2 separate regions of the Sus scrofa genome follow, and region 1 is linked to region 2. A link is a contact called in public HiChIP or PLAC-seq data. All regions are on one chromosome and are shown on one strand. Each heading gives the region's core, a stretch centred on a gene start, on an enhancer-like site or on the middle of the called end of the contact. The rest is flanking DNA. Distances are from core to core; before and after follow the strand shown. Region 1 holds the start of PDE6D (retinal rod rhodopsin-sensitive cGMP 3',5'-cyclic phosphodiesterase subunit delta). Region 2 has its middle 14 kb from the start of TEX44.

Region 1 (3,286 bases), core at 443-2,942, 150 kb after region 2:
TAGGCGCTACTGTGAAGAGGAACACGGAAAGGTATATGGACCTATAAGAGGCTGTTACTAAACTTCACTGTATAAAACTGCTGGAAGTTTATCATGAACGGCAGTATGCAAAGGTGATAACGCCTATGGCAAATCAGCTTCTATTTGAAAAATTTCATTTATACATCCGAAACTTCCTGTAACTTTTTTGCTGTTGTGTTTTAAAATTTATACTTGGTTTCTGATTATGACAAAGCAATTAAAACTTGCAGGGGTGACATGGGCATTGTGAAAACACAGAGTCAGCTCAGAGAACAGGGATTGACTAAACCTCCAGGGGAGGTGCCCTAAATGGTAACTACATCTTCACTGAGAGAAGAATTTAAGCATGTTCCATATGGTAGGTATAGGAAGAGATTAAGGTCAGTAGGAAAATGTAAAATTGGAATGGACAAGATTGCATTTTTTTTTCATCTGCATCATATGGTCACAGATTAACACTCCATTAAAACACCAAGCCTCACGACAGTGAGAAGGTTGCACCCGCTGCACCGTAACAGGCCTGAGGCAATGATTTCTATATCCTACTAAATCCTACGGTGTCCCCAACGTAATCAAATAATTGCTGGACAGCTCCACCAGCTCTACGCGTTAACCACACAAACTGGACGGAGCAGAAGCCTTTGCCAGGAGTCCCAGTGCAAAACCACAATACCTCGAGGCATCGCACCGCATCTCACACACACAAATTTAGGGCCCTTATTTCGCTGGAAAATAAAACTGAGGAGCTAAGGGAGAAGCAGCGACCGCCCAATGCCTCCAAGGGCCGAGACAGAGTTAAGATGAGGTCCATCTCAGACTTCTCCCGCCGCACCTGCCTCTCCAGCCCTGGAAGGAGCCACAAGTGAGGAAGAGAAGTTGTGGAAACAAGCCGCGGGGGGTGGGGTGGGGTGGGATGGGATGGGAGAACCCGAGACAGTTCGATACCCGCTTCTGCATTTGTCCCACACAAGGTCACTCGCTCCAAGTCACTTTTCCCTGCTGCCCGGGTGGGCTTCCCGCCAAAGAGGCAGCTGGGCTTCGAGGCCAGCCCACCGCGCCCCCTCGGCCCTTGCCTGCGGGCCGCAGCTCCTTCCCGGCCTCTCTTCTCGGACCCAAGCGCGCCTTCCCGACACCCGTTTCCGACGCCCTGCGCCTCTCTAAGCTCAATTCCGGGGCTCCTCGCCTCTAACCCCGGGGCTCCCGTCAACGTCCCCTCCCTCCCTCCCTCCGGACGTCCCTCTCCGCGCCTTCTGCGCCCCGTCCCGCCGGGGACCCGGGACGCCTTTCCTTCCCTCCCTTCCCACCGCCCCCTCCCGGGTGCCCACCTGGTGCGGCCCCCGCCCCCGGCCGGTCTCCTCAGCGAGCGGCCGCCTCCCAAGTCCTCCCGGCCCCGCCCCGCTCCCGGGTGGATACAGTTTGAAGCCCCTCAGGATCTCCTTGGCCCGCTCGTCCTTGGCTGACATGATGCGGCGGCCGCCGCCTGCGGCTCTCCCTCGCTGGCCCGGCGGAGCCTCGCAGATGGTGCCCAGGAGCCGAGGACCGAGCCGGCCTGGACACCTCGGGCGAGCAGCGGCTGCGACCAGACCCGGACCCGCCTCTCCCTCCCCTCAGCTCCCACTCCTGATCCCTTCTCCTTCCCCCTGGCCGCGGAGCGCCCGCCCGGAAGCCAATGGAAAGCCCGTCTTGGCGATTGGCATCTTGATCAACCAATAGAAACACTCAGCGGCTTCGCAGGGGGACGAAGAGCGTCAATGGGAAGGGCCCATCCCGGGAAGTCCCGTAGGACAGATTTTTTCATTCGGTGTGGTTGCCTAGAGTTTGCCTCAGAGGAGGGTTGGCTTCAGATCGGCAGAGGCTCCAGGGGCTTGCTCCTGCGGCTGGGGACAGTAGGGCTCTGAGATGACGGCAGGCTGCCCTGTGCGATGTGGCGGAGACTACACTTCCCAGCATTCTAGGGGGTTGTCCGAGGGACCACATATCCCAGCACGCAACAAAAAGCCCAGGGACTGCAAATCCCAGCATTCCCTGCACCCTAGTCCTCTGTAACTTAGATTCCAGTGTGCCGCGCAGTGTGCGCAAATTCATACATCTGCCTGTAGGCTTGGTGGTTTCTGAATCCCGAGACTTGAAACTCTTTGGGAAGATCCTCTTCAACCTCAAAAGAAGATGACAGCCCACAGAGAGACAACTTGTATTTACATGGAACTCAGAAATCTCCTGCAAATCATGGTAAGCCTGAAACAACAAACCCCAAAACACTGATTAAACCATGAAAGCTAATATAACAAAATGACTCGTTGAAATCAGGCTTGCTCGTTGGCCTGGGGCGCCTTTTACGTGTTTTGTAGAGGTCTCTGCTGTGCTCCTGCGTTGGACTGGAAGAGATATGGATTGTGAACTCAGAATATCAATACAGTTAGGCTTAGGAGAATTTGCTAATCCAGCCCCTGTTTTACATATGAAGAAACCGAGGCCCAAAGAGGCAAAAAGATTGTTCACAGGTTACAGCAAGTTGGGGCAGAGTTAGGATTGGGCTCTTAAGTCTACTGTAGTCTGGGCTCTTTGCTCTACACTAGGGTGGTGATATTTTTAGCAGCATGGCTATGCTATCTTAATATTCTCCTTGGTGAAGTTTTCCCACTCAGGTTGAAACACCCAGAGGTTAGTGGGAATAAAAAATGTTGCCTGCCATTTCAGTAAACAATGAATGTTACCCACTATCAAGCCACTGGCCACTGAAGCCACCCCGGAAGATGGGCTCAGAGGTGAATTCAGGATACATGGAGGAAAACAGGATACTTGCCCTACATAGTTAAGATGCATATCTAAGGAATAATTTCAATGAGCCCAGACTCTTGCTTCTTCCCATTCATAGAAAAGCATTAATCATTAATCCGAGATGTCTAGTTTTTGTGATTGGCAGTGCTCTTTTGTGTTCGACTAAATGTTCATTTTTTTTTCGGGAAAAAACTGTGTATCCTGGCTCCTCCCATATCTCTTTGGAGCAGTTCCTCAAAGCTATCTGAGGGGCTGTCTCCCAGGCTATAGTCCTCAATAAGTCCCCCCACCCCATCGCACCCCTGCCGGAAATAAAACATAACTCACAACTTTTAGGTTGTGTGTTTTTCTTCACTCGACCTTAGGTAAGCATTTATTTGGTGGATTTCCTACAAGTGAAGGAGGATAACGTTTGTTTATCCCCAGTCCAGATAAGACCTGGTGTTTTATTTATTCTTTGTTATTCAAGGTGACATTTAATGTGATT
Region 2 (3,262 bases), core at 533-3,032:
GACAGCCTGTCTCCAGGCCAGGCTGGACTCAGAGACACGGTATCTGAACCCAGGCCACAGAGAACAAGCTGAGCATCCAGAGCAGCTGTTGGCGAAGGAGCCAGGGCGCCCTGCCTGTCCCACCCAAGCCAGGCATCTGCCCCCTCCGGGCAAATCTTCATGTCTCTTATCAACAGTCTGACAGCTTGGATGGCAGGCGGCATCTGGCCTCTCTCAGAGAGTGGCCCCGGGGCTGGCTTTCCCGGGCAGTGCGTCTCCACAGCCCGATCCTCTCTTGAAAAGAGCCTCCAGCTCTCGTCCTCTCCTCCTCTCTGGACGAACCCGACTCTGTGATCTCAGTTTCACACACAGGACCTGTTCAAGGACTCACCCGGGGAGTTCCCCTTGTGGCTTAACAGGTTAAGAACCTGACTAGTATCCTTGAGGACACGGGTTCAAACCCTGGCCCTTGCTCAGTGGGTTAAGGCTCCCTCATTGCTGCAAATGGCTCAGAGCTGGCTTTGCTGCGGCTGTGGTGTAGGCCGGCAGCTACAGCTCGATTCGACCCCTATCCTGGGATTTCCATATGCCGCAGGTGTGGCCCTAAAAAAAATAAATAAATAAAAGGAGTCACCCAGGTCCACTTCTCCTCCCACCTCTCCCAGATGGTCTCTGGGAAACGATCCTGGCCCGAGGAACCAGAGCTGGTGAGCAGAACCAGCTACCTAACATATGGCGCCCAAGTGCAAAACGAAAACACAAAGCCCCTTGTTCAAAAAGTACCAAGAACATCAAGACAGGGACCGTGAGCTGTGGTGTAGGTCGCAGACACGGCTCGGATCTGGTGTTGCTGTGGCTGTGGTGTAGGCTGGCAGCTACAGCTCTGATTCAACCCCCAGCCTGGGAACCTCCATATGTCGAGGATGCGGCCCTAAAAAGACAAAAAAAAAAAAAAAAAACCCAAAAGACAAAGGCAAAAAAAAAAATCTTTCCCTGTTGAAAGCACCTCTCTGGCTGCGGGGAAGAGAATGGATTCCCCGCATGTACCTCCCACCATTTGGCACGTTAGCCCCTTGGCCTGATTGTTAGTTTCAACCTGTGTTCGTGCGGCAACTTCTCTGCTGCTTAAAGTTGGAAGCCAGCCCTCGGACTGTTTGGATCCTTACACTGCCTTGCATTGAGTAGGTGCTCAGTAAACACTGCCAGATGGATCAGCTGACACCTTTGTTTCTGCAGGGATCTTCACGAGTCTTGCTTCTCAGACACGCATCAGCACCGCCTGGGAGCTGGTAGGAACTAAAGAATCCCAAGCCCCACACAGACCTCCTCCATCAGAATCTGCAATTCTGCAGGGTAACAAGATCTTCCAGAAATTTGCATACATGGGAAGGTTTGAGAGGCACACACTTCTAGAGAGTAGAATAACCAGAGGACCAGACCAGGAGGTGTGGGAAGGAGGAGGGGAGCCAGGAGGCAGGTTTGGGTGCATACAGTGGGCTCATCTAAGGATCGCTGTTACGAGTGGCAATCTCCCTGGGTCACTGAGTCTGAGTAATAAAGCTCTCTTCTATGTGGCAGACAATGGTTTCTCAATCGTTTATATGCATTAACTAATTTAGCCTTCACTACAGCCCTAGAGAGTGGTACTATTCGGATCATTGTGTCCATACTGCAGGTACAAACACTGAGGCCCAAGGAGGTTGAGATTATTCCAGAATCTTCAGCAGGTACACACATATGGCTGTACCTGGTGTTTAGGGCAGGGTCTGTTCTGATTGGTCCCTGCCTGTCCTACTGGTTATTCAATGTTTTGAACGTTGCTCTGGTTACACAGCTGGATGGAGGAGGCAGGATCCAAACCAGTCCACTGGGCTGGAGCCGCACTCCAAATCACGATCTTTTATCCGTCTAGCGCCATCGCCACCTAGAAACAGCACGCCTCAGGGACAAGCAATGTGTGTCGAAGTGCTTCGTAAGCTGGGCAGCGCAGTATAAATGCCAAAGGGATTCCTCCGCAGCAGAAGTGAAAGAAGCCTGTGAAAATAGGAGAAGCTGGGCTGTGTGAGGGCAGAGGAGAGTCTGCTGCGGAGAAACAGGATTCTCTGTGCTTGCTCAAGGGAGTAACTGAGGCAAGAAGGAAAAACTTCCCCGAGGAGAGCTCCAGGATCCGCGCAGGGAGGCTGGACTCGCCAGAGCCCAGCAGGCGCTAAGCAGATTAGCCCAGGCGTGTCCTCGCAGACGGACTGCGCCCTCCTGATATCACCCACCAGGGGGCGCTGCTCCCCAGCCTTCGTCCCACTGGACCCCACCTGCTCTCGGGAAACTAGGACTTGGAAGGAGTCCTAGTGAGCAAGCACCAGGGACTTTGAGAAGTGGAAAAGGAGGGAAGGCAGGATGGAATGGGGGCTTATACCACTTTCAATCCCCAAAACACCCCTACGGAGGAGCTCTTGTGCCTACAGATGAGCAGCATCTTTGAGGCCCAAAGATGCTGGGTAAGATCCCCCAAACCAGGAAATTAGAGAGAAGCAGGGCTAGGTCATTTGATTCCAACCTCACTTCCCAAGGGGACCACAAGTACATGGCAGCCCGTCTGACCCCGTCCTGTTGCTGGTGTACCTGCTTCTCTGGACCCCGTTTTCTGAGTGGAGGCTAGAGCCCCTGCGGCAACTGTACTCCCACAACAGTTTCAACAGCCAGGGTTCATAAATGTAGCCCTCTTCTTGAACTTGAAACTTTTGAGGTTGTGGGCTTCTGCTTCATTGTGTCTGGCTTTCAGGAATCCCACACCTGCCACCCCAACCCAACAGCCTCCCCATTCAGGCAAAACCTGGGGTCTCTTCTGCTCCAGAATCTGGCCCTGGGCCCCCAGAACCAGGTCCTCGTCTGCATTTCCATTGGAGCCTGTGGCTGGGGCCAAACCAGGCACCCAAAGTTTTTTTCTCTGCTCCTACCAACTCCTTTTATGGCCTCTGGGGCCAGTTCCTTCTTCATAATAAGTCATAACTGGAAAAGGCCTCTGAAGTCACTGAGTCCAACTTGCGCCAACACTTTCCTTTTCTAAAGAAAGAAAAAAAAATGTCCTTACGCCTCCCGGTCTCCAGGCAGGTTCCAAAGACAAAGACAGCGCGGCAGCGTTCTGCGTGAGAAGCAAACTCCAGCCCGGGGATGGGACCTGGGCACGCACCTGTAAAGTGGGGGTGGGGGGACCCTAGCCTCTGTTTCTTCTAAGACCCTCGCCCCCAGCTCCTAGGGTTCTGCCACTAGCCGCGGGGACCAGCTA

What was found. HiChIP or PLAC-seq counts read pairs in DNA pulled down with a chosen protein or histone mark.
Region 1: an H3K27ac HiChIP or PLAC-seq map of alveolar macrophages shows a contact between it and region 2. The contact joins the promoter of PDE6D here to the enhancer-like site in region 2. A contact is called at or near these places in 5 of 47 Hi-C or Micro-C datasets (brain, embryonic fibroblasts, heart right ventricle and 2 more) and 1 of 2 datasets of contacts at active chromatin or transcription factors (alveolar macrophages).

Annotation. Positions count from the first base shown.
Region 1 is chr15:132,424,986-132,428,271 of Sscrofa11.1, forward strand. It overlaps PDE6D (retinal rod rhodopsin-sensitive cGMP 3',5'-cyclic phosphodiesterase subunit delta), which reads right to left and starts at 1,693. Exons shown (of 5, transcript XM_003483755.4): 1 at 1,435-1,693. The coding sequence starts at 1,484. It overlaps COPS7B (a long non-coding RNA gene), which reads left to right and starts at 2,038. Exons shown (of 7, transcript XR_002339490.1): 1 at 2,038-2,250.
Region 2 is chr15:132,278,364-132,281,625 of Sscrofa11.1, forward strand. No RefSeq gene overlaps it. Among named protein-coding and RNA genes, the nearest start is that of TEX44, 14 kb to the left of the region's middle. Within about 2 kb of position 1,783, at least 53 of the 83 cell types and tissues checked have an H3K27ac peak or open chromatin away from gene starts, as enhancers often do. A contact at or near this core is called in alveolar macrophages, brain, embryonic fibroblasts and 2 more, where this site is marked.